Regions from separate parts of the Zea mays genome. Here region 1 is linked to region 2. Evidence: chromatin contacts called from public Hi-C data. All regions are on one chromosome and are shown on one strand. The core of a region is the stretch at or near the end of the contact, and the rest is flanking DNA. Distances in the headings are between cores, read along the strand shown.

Region 1 (6,802 bases), core at 2,059-4,558, 490 kb before region 2:
AGCTCTTGTGGAGTTGTGAACTCTTTGAGTTGTGTTGCGAGCTCTTGTTGCTGCTTGTGTGCGTGTTGCTCTGATCTTTTGAAGTCTTGTGTGCGTTGCTCATTCCCTCCCTTACTCCGTATTTCTTTGTGAATCTCAAGTGTAAGGGCGAGAGACTCCAAGTTGTGGAGATTCCTCGCAAACGGGATATTGAAAGGCAAAACAAAACACCGTGGTATTCAAGTTGGTCTTTGGACCGCTTGAGAGGGGTTGATTGCAACCCTCGTCCGTTGGGACGCCACAACGTGGAGTAGGCAAGCGTTGGTCTTGGCCGAACCACGGGATAAACCACTGTGTCCTCTCTGTGTTTGATCTCTTGTGGTATTGTGTTTTGTTGAGACTCTTCTCTAGCCACTTGGCAATAATTGTGCTAACACTTAACAAGTTTTTGTGGCTATAAGTTTAAGTTTTACAGGATCACCTATTCACCCCCCCTCTAGGTGCTCTCAGTTACCAGATCAAGTAAAGGCCTAAGCCTCTAATGTAAGAGTTTAGTGATACAGGTGTATCAAGTACTAGCGTCCTTGTCCCCATTGACCTATGTTTATACACAAAAAACTGAGTTCATACTAAAAAATGTAGACTTTTCAAGAGCATGAATATCCCTAGCTGGTAGTTGCATATTGGCCACTCCAGCATCTCTATGTCCCGATTCTTTCTATATATTAAACGAGGGAGCAAAGGTCGCACCTCGACCTCGCAATGTTCACATCGTCTCCTCCTCTGGCCGCCCGATCTAATTCCGACGGTGAAAATGTTTCATTTCTTTCGTTCTGCATCTGCCGTCGCCGTATGAGCGGTTTGATATTATCGCTTACTTGATTATTCTAGAACAGGGCGGCATATCCTCTGCACCGCAATGAAAAAGGCGCCATTTCGATTCACCAAGTGATAGAGCAACGCGAGCGCCCGGCTGTGTGGGCAAGATAGCGGCGATGTGACGGGTGAAGCGTGGGTGGCTGCTGGCTGGGGCCTAGGCACGATACGACAGGGGCCTCCACGCTCGATGATAGGGGCTTGGATGTGCGCAACTGCGCCGTGCCGGATGGCTGCCTAGCCAGCTGGGACACGAGCAGCTGGGCGTCTACCGGTGGGAGCGCTCCGTGCTGGGCGGCTACTGGCCGGGGCAGAAGCTGCAGAGCATTGCGTGGCTATGCAGGATTGAGGTGGTCAAGCTATGCATGATATGGAGGATTCAAGCCGCGGGGTGCCGGGCGACTATGCAGGGTCTCGAAACTATGCAGGATTCAGGTGGCTCTGTGTCGCACTGCTCAGCGACCCGAAGGAGTTGTTGCCGGCCGCGACAGACCACAGCGATGGCGGCAGTATCCCTGGCGCGCAGAGCAGCGACCTCGACCGCGCGTTGCTGCTATTCCCCCTCACATTCCCCTCCCCGCTCCCCCTGTGAGCCATATCCTTCTTTTACCAATTTGCAGCGTTCTTTGTCACCAATATTCAGAATAATGTTGGATTTAGATATATTGGATAGAAGAAGTGGATCATGCTTCTGAAAACAAACAGTGTCAGTAATTAGTCATTTTCAGAATGTATTGGGTGAATTGATCTAATCTTTTTGCCCTCATGTTATAGGAAAACAGTGGATTTCTCAACTGGTGCCTGGTGGTGGGAAATAGAGCGAAGAGCCCAAGCATCTTTGGGACAGCAATCACATAATTGACATTGTTTTTTCAGTTTACGCTAAAACTAGACTGATCAAGAAGGTGGCCCAGTTGTCAAAATGCATTTTTTTAATAAATGAAGATTTTATTCATAGTTCCAAGTACATTACATCGAGGTGATATAAGCCCTTGAAACGTCTTCCAGCCTCTGCTTAAACAGCACACAGGTTAAAACAACAAAAATATGATAACCCACACACTCTAATGGCTGTCAAAATGCATAGACAGAAGATGCCAAACTCTGGGTGGGCTGCATTTGATCGCAAGCAGCAGTGCAGATGACACTGGGTATGAAGGTCATGCTGATTCATTTCCGACGCTCTCAAATTCTGGAGTCCCTAATCTTGCTAGCAGCTCTATTACATAAAAAAGAATGGGCTGAAACCAAAGCCTTTTGCTTTAGTGGTTTGCCCTTCTGTTGATTCTGAAGCTGTTAGTAATGGATGTGGAAATAAGAATTCTACTAATCATGTCGATAATGGGAATCACAGTGCAATCTCTACATCTGTTAATAAAGTTATGCTCTTGAAAAAACGGCTATGTGGTGGGAAAGACAGTGCTGCTTGCCTATTGTCTAGGCACCACCTAGGATCTTTTTTTGAAACAGAGTGCTTATCGCATAGACCTAGATAATATATTAACAGGGTTCTCTTTCCATTTTCATTCGGTCCATTTTCATTAGGACCTTCTAATTTAGAAGCGTATGTCTCTGCACAATTAAATTTGGGTGCGGTATCTTGAGGCAATAGAAGGGCTTAACTGGGGTTAAAGCAGTTGTCAGTACTATTTTTTGATGGCCCAGTTGAATATGGAAAAACTGATTTGGAGACCAAATCCCAACTACACAAGACTTTTGAATGTTTCACTGAACATAACTTTTATTTTAACCTTACAGTTCGGCCTATAGAGTTCTAAGTTTCTTTTGCTTCACAACCAGGCTTATTTCGATAGCTTTTTTATTGCTAAATCTAAATGATTTCTACGCGCAGGACGCGCGCAATTTACTAGTTTGGTACAATTTGCGAACACGGTGAGATTAGACAACAACGCTCGAGTTTCCAATCTCTACCGGTGCAGAACGACGGCTCGATGATGGTAGGAAAGGTTGGCAATCACAACACGAATAAGAGAGTAATAAAGAGAGCGAGAGGGAAGTACGCATTACCGACTCCTGGATCTCCTCCCGGACGATGTAGAACGGATCCTGCGCCGAGCTCATGGCCTCTCCGACGAACGGATTGCCAGGCCTGGGCGCCTGGATTTTCCTCCCCTCGAATCCCTAGCAATATTTTGGGGGCAGGGGATTTGCTTGGTGCGGAGTCGCGGACTCGCGGTGCAGACGAGAGAGGAGAGATCCAGATCCCACTTCCACTGGTTCCTTCCTTGTTTCGTCTCGGTGACACTGCCACCAGGGTCCCACCTGCTTTCCGCGGCCGCGCTCGTGGACTCGGTGCACAGAGCATCCTCGGCCCACGTGGCGCGTCGGGCCCATCACGCAGTGACTTTAAGTCGTCGCTCTCTCCACCCTTCTTTCTCCGCTGCATCGGGAAAAGGGGAGCGAGAGGCGAAGCAGATAAGGAAGCCAGCCGGCAAGGGGAGCCACTCCGGCGTCGAGAAACCTAGGGCGAGCGCCTCGACGACTCCTATCACCCCATGGCGGCCTTCGCTACGGGCAGCACCACAGCGCGCGCGACGCTGGCATCGCCGACTTCGTGCCAGCCGGCCGCGCGCCGGGCGCCGGCCCGATGGATGCCGCTGCGCTGCTCGCCGCCGGCCCTGGGCCTCAGGGGAGGAGCGCGTTCTCGGCGGAGCGCCACGCTACGGGTGAATCCTTGCTGACCTGTACTCTCTGATTCGCGTTGCCTTTCAAGTGGCAGCTAATTGAAATTAGAATGGAGTATGTGAGAATATCGTGGAATTGTTTCTTTATAAACTACAGTAGAATGTGTCATAGGAACTCATCTCCGAATTAATGGCAGATATTGACAATTTAGGTCCACTGGCTGCTGTCCAGATGCTTGAACTATGTCCTGTACTCGTCGTTGCACTTGCCGGAGTTTGCAGCTACTATGAGCCATCCAATTTTAGTTCTGCTGCTGTATCAAAATTTCTGTTCCTAGTCCAGGACATCTGGGCTCAAAGACAATAAACTAGTATGAACTTGGTGTATCTTGGATGCATCCAACTTTTTTGAAAAATGGCCCCTTATCTTTTTAGGTTGTCAACCTTATGTAGGTGAAAAAAATTATGGCATGTAATAGCTTTGAAGATGTTTTCATTTTAATACTTATCATGTTACTTTCCAGTTTTCTGAAAATGTAGTTTTGTTTTTCATCCATTGAGTAGCTCTAGAAGTGAGCAAGTGACAACTGTTACTATACACAGCTTTTTTGTGTGCGCTTATAGTCCTATAACTGTTTTCTTACATGTATCCTTTTCCATTAGGGCTGTATATATCGTCCTTACACTTTAAAAACTTGTGGATTTCTACTATTTTTTCGACATTTTATCTGTATTTAATTTTTGGATGGATAGGTGGAAGCTAAGAAGCAAACTTTTTCTTCATTTGATGAGTTGCTGGAGAAGTCTGAGAAGCCATTGTTAGTTGACTTCTATGCAACTTGGTAAGTTACTTACTGGAAGTAATGAAAGTGGCGATGACAGGTGTCATGCTGAGCTAGTTCAGTACTCTCTACTAGATATAAGTTCTCTCCATTATTGTTGTGTTTTTAGGTCTTTGGTGTGTTTCATGTTCTTTCCATTATGCCAATGTGCTACCAAACATTTGGGAGGTGAAAATTGCACTTTGACTGGCATTATGTTCATCATCTGTGTAAATGCATGCATAATATCCACCACTACGAAAAGGCCTCTAGCGTAATGGTTAAGCCTTCCGAGTAAGACCTCCAGGTCCCGGGTTCGATCCCCTTGTGGGCGAATTTCGGGCTTGGTTAAAAAAATCCCCTCGCTGTGTCCCGCCATCCCGGGTTACGTCCACCCTTCGTCTGGGCCGTTGCAGAGTGGGGGGTGACGGCCCGCTAGTGAAGGGGGGCCAGGGTTTGGGGATTTTTTCGTCTTGGACCATGTTTCAGTCTCTTTTTAATATAATACCGGGAAGACTGTCTTTCCCTTCCCGTCCGAGTTTTTTTTTAATATCCACCACCTCCTACCCTTTTACTTTTTAGAAAAGATACCGAACTTTGGTGAAAGTTGAATAGTTTTTGCACTCTTTTTGCTCGAGTGGGGAAGACCTCTAGAAGTTTGGTCTGTTTTTCCACTTTTGTCTTTAGTGTTCAGTGTTCACCATGTGGACTAACCTGTTCAATTGTATTTCCTTCACAATTGATATTTGCAATACCTCAAATGCACCTTACTGATTTTAAAGCCTCTGCTTTCTACAGTCATTTGTTATGGCACTGTTCATGATGACATACATTACTACTGATATCTAACAGAAAAAACGACACTATATGATTAATTGGGTCATGTTCTGTTCATGATGATGTGCATTGTTTCCATCTGAGTTCTATCATATCCAGAAATGTTGTTTCACATTGTACTCATCAAACGACAAACATTGTCCCAACTCATAGCTGACAGGTGCATCATTGGTTTGTTAGCTCCATTGCACCATTCTTATTAAGAAGACAGTTCATCATTCAAATTAGTTATGAGCAGTCTGTGCATGAGCATTGCCTCTACATACTTCAGTAACATATATTTGCATTTGTTTTTGTTCTTCTTGTTAGGTGTGGTCCATGCCAATACATGGTTCCCATACTTCAAGAAGTGAGTGAGAAGTTAGGCGACAAAATTCAAGTTGTGAAAATTGATACTGAGAAGTACACTAGCATTGCAAGTCGTTACAGAATTGAAGCATTGCCAACTTTTATCATATTCAAGGATGGGAAACCTTGTTATCGCTTTGTAAGTGTTGAAAAAACAATGTTTTCAATTTCCATCAATAATTTAACTTGTGCTAATATCTTATGTTTTTTGTCTCCTTTGCTACCTGGCATTCAGGAGGGAGCATTACCTGTTGACCAGATGATCGAACAGATTGAAAATGCTTTGGCAGTCACAAAGTAGCACATATGGTGATGAGCAGGGCAGAATCCCCCCCCCCCCCCCCCAAAAAAAAAAAAGAAACTTGGTGGTACCTCATAACGTGTGCCTCTACATATTGAAAAATCTTGATTATTGTCTACAAGATCACAACATCAAGGGCCTAACATTTGTAAGGATTTGTTGGATCTTCTAGATTCTTATGGGGAGTTAGATGTTCTCTTCCGATGAGACATGTAGATGTTGGTCTGCCATTGGCGTATTAATGGTTCCTTGTGTCTTTTATCGGGAGCAAGAGCCCTCGCATTGCCTAGTGTTGGTAATAAGGATTATTTTAATCCTCCGATATGCATGAACGTCTATCAGGATGATATTATATACCACCACCGTTCTCTAATATTTTATCGCCCGTTTATTTTTGAATTAAACTACGACAAGTAACAAATAAAAAAGAATGGAGGAAGTAATAAACTAAGTTTGCACAGCTACTTTAGGTACACCTGGCACCTATGCGTGTGTCAGGGTGAAAGTGTGACCATAATAGTTATTCTGAGATCTAGGCTTGTTGTCCTCGGGTCGTTGGTTGTGGTAGTGTTTCTTATAGTTTATTGTATTTTTAGGTAGAACATGCGTGTGTTTGTGCGTTTAGAGGACCAACATGTGTACCGTTTGTGCGGCCTCAAGTGTCCTGCGGCCTATGTTGCATGTGTTAGGGCATGTAGAGTGGTGTCTAGGACATGTATAGTGGTGTTTAATACAAAGACTCTTGATATGTCTAAATGTGGTATTTGCAACAAAATATTATAGAGCTGTCTCTCCGTGAAGGGATATCTCTGGCTTGTAACCCAAGTAGTAACAAACGCCTTCACTTCTTTTGTACGAATATGTCGTCTGTTATATCGATCTGATTCTCTACAGGCGTATTCACTTCTGCATTTATTAATAGATAGACACTCCATTGTATAATAGAATCTCTTAGTTGTCTCTTGTGTCCCGTATTGCACCCATCATGCATTAAA
Region 2 (7,518 bases), core at 1,689-4,188:
CGATGCACATGCTCCATTTGCCATTTTTTATTTTTGACCATGACAACATTTGCAAGTCAAGTGGGGTAGTCGATTGGTTCAATGAATTTTGCATCTAAGAGCCGCTGAACATCGGCCTTGGTTGCCTTCATCTTCTCATCTAACATTTTGCGGAGTCGTTGTTTCTTAGGCTGGGCGGAGGGGTTGATATGCACTATGTGCTCAATAATGCTCCAACTTACTCCGACTAGGTCAGATGACAACCAGGTGACGACATCATTATTTCTGCTTAGGCAGTCGAGCAAGCTAGCCTCCTTCTACAGGGCTAGGCCTTCACCAATTAACATAGTGTGGTTGGGGATCACGATATCGAGGGGTAATTTCTTGGCCCTTTGTCACTTCGGATGGGGTTATGGTGTTTGTCAGTCTTGGCTGGCGGTTCTTGAGTATGGGTCAGCGTACTAGCGCCCAAACAATGAACATTTCGCTGATCGGGGACGAAGTCCCTTTCTATGTTGCAGGCTTTCTCCTGATCTCTGAGGACTGTTATGACTCCACCGAGACCTAGGATCTTCATGCACAAGTATAATTCATGAATTGTTGTTTCGAAGGCGTTGATGGCCCCCTGCCTAAGATTGCATTGTATGGATACACCACACGTCAATGACACCGAAGGTGATCTGCCCGGTCTGTGCATTTGGGACAGTACTGAAGGACAGTGGTAGAATAATTTTCTCGAGGGGTGAATTGGTCTTGCCTCCGAATCCAAACATGGGATAATTTGTAGGTTGTAGCTGATTTGGATTTATGCCCATCCTCTCGAAGGCGTGGAGGAATGTGATGTCGGTCTGACTGCCGTTATCGACGAGGGCCTTGCAAATTTCCCATCCTGTCATGTTGCAGCTGATGACAATGGCATCGGTGTGTGGGGCATTGAGGAGGCTGGCATCGCTCGTTTCAAAAAGGGGGATATGCAACCACTTGGTCTAGACGACTGCCCCGTTGGCAGCGACATGGTTGACACTTCGATAGTACTCTCTTCTTTGTCTTTTCGTGTCGAAGTCTATATTGGAGCTTCCGTTAATTACATTTATTATGTCATGGACCAGTAGCTGAGGGTAGCACTCTTCTTCCTTTGGTGGGGAGGGGGTAACTGTCTTTGGTGGTTTGGATGCGGAGGGGGGTGGTAGTTGTAGCCTTTCTAGGTGTGATGGCAGTGGTTGGTAATTTGGTTGGTACTGTTGGTAATGGTTGTATGCTTCTTGCTGAGAGTGTTGGAATTGTGGTTGGAATATGTGGGCTATGGCCTTCGCTGGCTGCTCTGGGAGATCCCTTTTTCCATGCGCGTCAGTCTCTGGTTGAGTGACTAGTCAAGAAAAATGCAGTAGGGCTTGTACTTGCGAGGTGGACCACATCCAAGTCCCCTGCTCCTGGGTGGTCTATCACCTCTTGATGACTAGTAATTTTGGTCATAATTGTGATGGGTGTGTTCGAGCTGTTGAATATTGTGGATTTGGGTTTGCGATAAAGGACGTTCGCGACCATGTTTTGGAGCTTCCTGGGTATGAAGGGTCCCTTGGTTTACGCTGTGCCTCAACCTTGTGGGTGTGAAGGGTCCCTTGGCTTACGGTGTGCCTCAACCTTGCATATGCGAAGGCTCTTGAGTAATAGTTGTTTCTCGGTGTGGATACCGAGGTCCATGCCATCCTGGAGGTCTTTATCATTGTCTTTCGGAGGCATTCCAAATGGTTGGTGCTGGTGGCCTACTGCGGTGTTAAAACCTGGGGAGCGAAGGAAAGTTCCTTGTCAGATTCGGCCAAACTTTAGCTTTGTAGGGTAGACTTTTTGGGTTTGGGAGGGGGTCTCCACAGTTTTCTGAACTAGTGGTGTGGACCTCGCCTTCTTGTTCGGTGGAGGTGGTTATTTGTTTTTGTTTTATGGCATGGCCCTCGGCATGTGAATCGTTGGTGGCCTTCGGGTTTTGTGGTAGGGGTTGGTCAGTAGCGAGGGTAAGCTTGCCCTTCTTGACGGTGAGGGCTGCTCTGGCTCGTTCAATGGTGAGCTAGACCGAGTGGTCTTTTTGGGAGGCATTGTGGGAATAGTCTTCGTCACATGAACGATGGGCGTCAAATGTTGGGCACTGACACACACAACACTCTGTCAGGTGGACCCAAACACTCAAAGATGGTGGGATAGAGCTCATGTGCACGACAAGACAAATGACAGGAAATTGTAGCTTCTTGTTATGCGTGTCCTATCCCGCTACAGAACAGGATATTTATAGGCACGTACAGGGGTAGGTGGTCCAAAGTTGGGTCCTACCCTCGGCTACCAACTATATCCAAGAAATATTCCATGTAATTGGTTAATTACAGCACCGCATGCGCTGCGGTCGGTGCACACCAAATATAACCGCCAACTACGCTGATAGGTGGGCCCATCGATGTGCCATCTGGTTAACACAACGGGCCGACGTGTAGCTTCTGCCACCTTTGGAGTATTCACAATGCGGAATCCTTCGCTGCACTTGGACGAATGAGTGGAGTTGAAGGCCCTAAGGTGACGTAGCGACGAAGGCCTTGGTTGCTGACAACCGTCACGAGGCCTTTGTTGTTGTTGTTTCTTGCTATGAACGACCGCTGGGTCGAAGGTCCCTTTGGCTATAGATCTATGTAATTAGCCAACATGAAAGAAAGGTTAAAGCTTTGCTATATGATCAAGTTTGTGTTTGGTCTCCGAACAACAACTGTGTTCAAAAGATCAGATATATAACCGTACAAAACATATTTTTACATTATAAATAACACTATTTATAGAGTAGAGTTTAAAATAAGAGATACAAAGATAAGAGGTGAAAGCTGCTCGAAATAGTGCTGCCCAGCTGCAACTCACATTTCGGGCCCATTTAACCCGAGTCCTTATCCTTTAAAATGGAGAAAAAATATCTCCCCTCCTTCCTGATCATCCTCTCAGTCCTTGCTTGTCCTCCCATCCCGGAGATCGACGGCTGCTTGCCGCACTCGCTCCAGCGGCCAGCCGGCCACAGGCAACTATGGCCGCCTCTGCCGCCGCCGCGGGGCCTGCTACCTTTCTCCCGCGCCTCCCCTCGCCACGGTCTCCGTCTCCTATGCTCCCTCCTCTCGGACGGAGAGCCCATCCCGTCGCCGCTCCGCTCTGTCTCTCCGCCAAGCGCCGCGCCTGCGCCGCCATGGGCTCCAGCTCCTCCTCCAACTCAGGGTACGCAGCTTTACATTCCGCGGGAAACCCGCGCCGTTTTTTTGGCGCGACACCTTCACGTGCTCGATGTGATAGCAGACGTATTATATATTGTGCCGTGGGTGACGCGTGTGTGGTATGGTGATTTTGTTGGGCTGTTATACGAGGTGCGTTGTAGTTGATTGTACTAGTTCCCAAGATGTCTGTTTCCCTCAGGCGCTATAGATCATTGACTGCTAATTGAAAAGTTGAAGAGGAGGCTAGCATAACAAGGGCATCTACCTTTTATCATAGAGAAAATTCTTCGTATGTCCAATATCTGATTTGACATCATAAATGTATTAATCACTTCTATATCACTCGGATGCATGTCACTGCCAGTGACGTGGCATAGAAGGGTAAGAAAATTGTATGTTATAATCTCTTCTATATCATTGACGATGGTATAAAAAAAAATAAGAAATTGCATCCGAGTGGCATATAAGTAATTAGAGTATATATAGTGGCAAATAAGGTACTAAGCAAAATTACAGTGATATATAGGAAATTGTCCCTTTATTATAAGACTATAACCATCATTGTGTGAAATGAACAGCAATAAAACGTTATACATATGCATGTTAGAGGTACTCAAGTGCAACATTGTGGCTGGATCATTTCTGTGTAATCAGCAACTTTCCTATCACGAGTTTCTTCGTTTATGGAGCCACTTTTGTACTACTTACTTCCTTTCCATGTTGAAGCCTCGATGTAATTCTGGATTAGATTTTGTCATTCAAACTCATGCTTGTTTCGTTTTTCAGAAATCAAACGTCACTGATGCTGCCGTTCAGCTTTACATTCGATGAAGATTCTTCTAGTTCCAGAAGGCTATATAGATGGAAAAGGGTATTGCTCAAAGTAAGTGGGGAAGCTCTTGCCGGGAATCACACAGAAAACATCGACCCAAAGGTTAATCTTCTTTTGGTGGAGCATCTTTAAACACTGACAGCAGACGATTTATATGAGTGGGTCATGGAAATTGATGTGAACATGTGCTCTATTGCAGATTACAATGGCTATTGCAAGAGAAGTTGCTTCTGTCACCAAACTAGGTGTAGAGGTGCCCTCCTGTCTTTTATTTCATTATTGATTACATCTTGTATTACTTGGTTCAAGGTTTAGAATTGATGAAGTAAAGAGTGCTAGTACATCTTTTTAATAGTAGGCATTATCTCAATGGCTCAATTCTGTTGCATTCCTATCAAGTGCTTTTGGATGTGTATTTGTGTGTGTGTGATTTACCTTTTGTTTTCTCTAAAGCAATCGCATGATGTGCATTAAAAAATGTGAGAGCCCTTGCAGGTTGCTATTGTTGTTGGCGGTGGCAATATCTTCCGTGGGGCCTCTTGGGCTGGATGTAGTGGGCTTGACCGCTCATCTGCGGATTACATCGGGTAAGATGTTCAATGCCCTTATTCTATGCTCAGCTGTTAAGTAGATTTAAAAAGGAGTTGAATGCAATAAAGTATGATATAGCTAAGCCAAATAATGAAACAAAAAGTGAGCCTAATATCAACACATTTATTCATGCCTAATGTTCAAGCTGCTTGTAAATTTTCTGGAGTATTCCATCAAAATAGTTCACTGAGTGGAAAGGGCAAATAGTTTTAAGGAACCTGCCATTTCATCAAAGCTCCAAGCCACTTGTAGTTTATTAGTTATTATCTTCCTGTAACATTTTGTGACTCTACTGTTCATTCTGGAAGGCATTCTTGTGATAACCAGTTGTATAGTTTTGGTACTATTAAAACAACAGTACATCTTATTATGCTTTCCTAATTCAGCATGCTGGCCACTGTGATGAATGCTATATTTCTTCAAGCGACGATGGAGAGCATCGGAATACCGACCCGTGTCCAGACTGCCTTCCGTATGTCAGAAGTTGCAGAACCATACATACGCCGAAGAGCTGTCAGACATTTAGAGAAAGGAAGAGTTGTCATATTTGCTGCTGGAACAGGGAACCCATTCTTCACGACTGATACAGCTGCTGCTCTCCGTTGTGCCGAAAGTGAGTCCATCTTCTACTCTTCACTGATGAACTATTGTGATTAAAAAGATCTTGATAAACATGCTTGCAGGAATGTCTATTCATTCACTTTTAAAAATAGTTGCTTAAGCAGTAGTTATTGTACTATAGTTTGCTGGTCATTTGACTAACTAGGACTCTCTCTTGGCAACACTTTATGCTATCTATGTACTTGTTACCTTGTTCTTTTAGTTGTATGATGATATATTGAGAACATTTTGGTGCAGATTAAGTGAAATATATAAGCTGTGGATTGAATAGTTGATTTCCTGCCACAGTTCTGCAACTTGCACAAAATTTGTGTTGGGATGTGTTTTCACTGACTCTGTTTACTACATATTTACACAAGCAGTCATTTAGTCACAAGGTGCTGTGTGCCTATGGAATCATGCTATCATCGTGTGGGCTTGAACTTAGCTTTCCTAGACTAGTCCTCGGATGAACAACCCTGTTTCGTTGGTTTTTCTTTTTGCTTAGTTTATTGTGCCATTGACCTTTTTTATGCGCTATTATTATGTGAGCAGTCAATGCAGAGGTAGTGCTGAAAGCAACAAATGTTGATGGTGTGTATGATGCGGACCCCAGGCAGAATCCAAATGCCCGCCTTCTGGAGACTGTGAGCTATCATGAAGTTACGACAAGAGATCTCTCAGTAATGGATATGACTGCTATTACACTATGCCAAGAAAACAACATTCCCAGTATGGACGCTATCTGTTTGACTTTGTATTGATTTTTTTTTTCATTTCATTTTTATAGATTTCAACTTGTCATGTCATTATGCAGTTGTCGTGTTTAACTTGCAAGAGCCTGGAAACATTGCAAAGGCTATTGTCGGTGAGAAGGTTGGTACCTTCATCGGATGCACAAGAGATCAGGAGCTAAATGGAAACACACTGGTTCAAGAAAGAAGATTGGTTAATGAGGCGTGATCTCCAGAGATGCAAGAGTTGGGGGGGCTCCCTCTTCTCTTATTCAGTTTTTATATATACATATGAGGTTTAGGGTTGGGGGCTGGTGCTGGAATTAGATTAGATTAGCTATCAAAATCCTGATAATAGTTGTAACCGTGAAATAAGACACTTGGACGAAATTAAAATTTTCCTGCAAAGTGCTATTGTTCTGTGTACCTAAAGATCAATTTTGCTGGCTCCCGGACAGTGAACAACGATGTGCACGTGCTTGATACGCCGCATGCTCTGCCTTCCCCCTCCTCAGTGACCTTGCTGCTCTGCCCTCCCCTGCATCTGTCCATCGCAGTGCCCGTGGCCACCTCAGCCCTTTGTTCTTCCTCCCCTTCCTTCCACCACCTTCTTTCTATTGTATAAAGGTAAGGAGGTGACTCAGGCGAGGAGAATTTTGACTTGTAGGACATCTAATCATCGTTGACATCTTTTAATCCCCTCCCATACCTACCAAACTAAAAGGAGCCTTAGGATGTTGTTGCTTTAGTTTTGTTTTAAGTTTAGTCTTTTGATTAAAAAAAACCTTGACGACTTGGGGGTAAGACATCACACATGGATTATCTTAAGCCATTCAAAACAATTAACCAACTTAGTTAGAAGCCCTTCCGCAATCTTTTGATTAAAATGTTTTTTCTAGCGCCATGTGTAGATGGTTTGGCTAGCATAGGATGTTTATGTTTCGAGTCTACCATGGTGAGTCATGTTAGTGTACACGAGCTATGATGGCTGGTAGACGTGAAACATGACCGAGTGGTGTAACATATGGATGGTCAGAATTGTTGAACCTTGTATGGAACATATGTTGTTGTCCTACTTTGGTATATGCAAATATGTATGATATCAGTTGTGTTCCTTTCTTGTGTTTGTGAGAATAGACAAACATAACACTGTTGCGCGTATGTCGCAAGAGGTTCCTGAAGAGGAGGGCGCACAAAGCGCGCCTCCTGTTATAGTAATAATAATATAGAGAGATAGGTGACCTATGTCATATAATTCACTTTATTTTACCAGGAAATATAGAAGAAAGCAAAGTTTATATTTCAATCCTCCAAGGGCTTCACATCTAGATACACAGGTATTAGTCGACCAGACAAATATTATATATGTTTGAGTTGAATCCATTGTCGAGTCATTTTTTTTTGGCCACGTCTACTACGTTGCATAGAAGTTTTTCATGTTTTTGATCAAAATTAGCGGTTGTTACGGACTTGTGGATCCAAATTAAGGCTTAAACCAAATTTCAACCTTAATAACCTTCTCATCAATTTATGTAAAACCCTGAAGATA

The links. Hi-C and Micro-C count contacts between places; a contact is called where the count stands out from the background.
Region 1: a contact with region 2 is called in a Hi-C map of tassel, with 2.4 times the contacts expected there. The contact joins the promoter of LOC100382686 here to the promoter of LOC100282859 in region 2. A contact is called at or near these places in 3 of 25 Hi-C or Micro-C datasets (ear, leaf and tassel).

Annotation. Positions count from the first base shown.
Region 1 is chr3:148,312,398-148,319,199 of Zm-B73-REFERENCE-NAM-5.0, reverse strand. LOC100382686 (putative thioredoxin superfamily protein) reads left to right here and starts at 3,308. Exons shown (of 4, transcript NM_001175410.1): 1 at 3,308-3,542; 2 at 4,254-4,342; 3 at 5,468-5,645; 4 at 5,742-6,015. The coding sequence starts at 3,372. The coding sequence ends at 5,807. It overlaps LOC100273880, which reads right to left and starts at 3,052. Exons shown (of 7, transcript NM_001148274.1): 1 at 2,884-3,052. The coding sequence starts at 2,937.
Region 2 is chr3:147,826,183-147,833,700 of Zm-B73-REFERENCE-NAM-5.0, reverse strand. LOC100282859 reads left to right here and starts at 2,938. Exons shown (of 7, transcript NM_001155765.2): 1 at 2,938-3,216; 2 at 3,999-4,146; 3 at 4,244-4,297; 4 at 4,540-4,631; 5 at 5,022-5,248; 6 at 5,791-5,967; 7 at 6,053-6,374. The coding sequence starts at 3,032. The coding sequence ends at 6,198.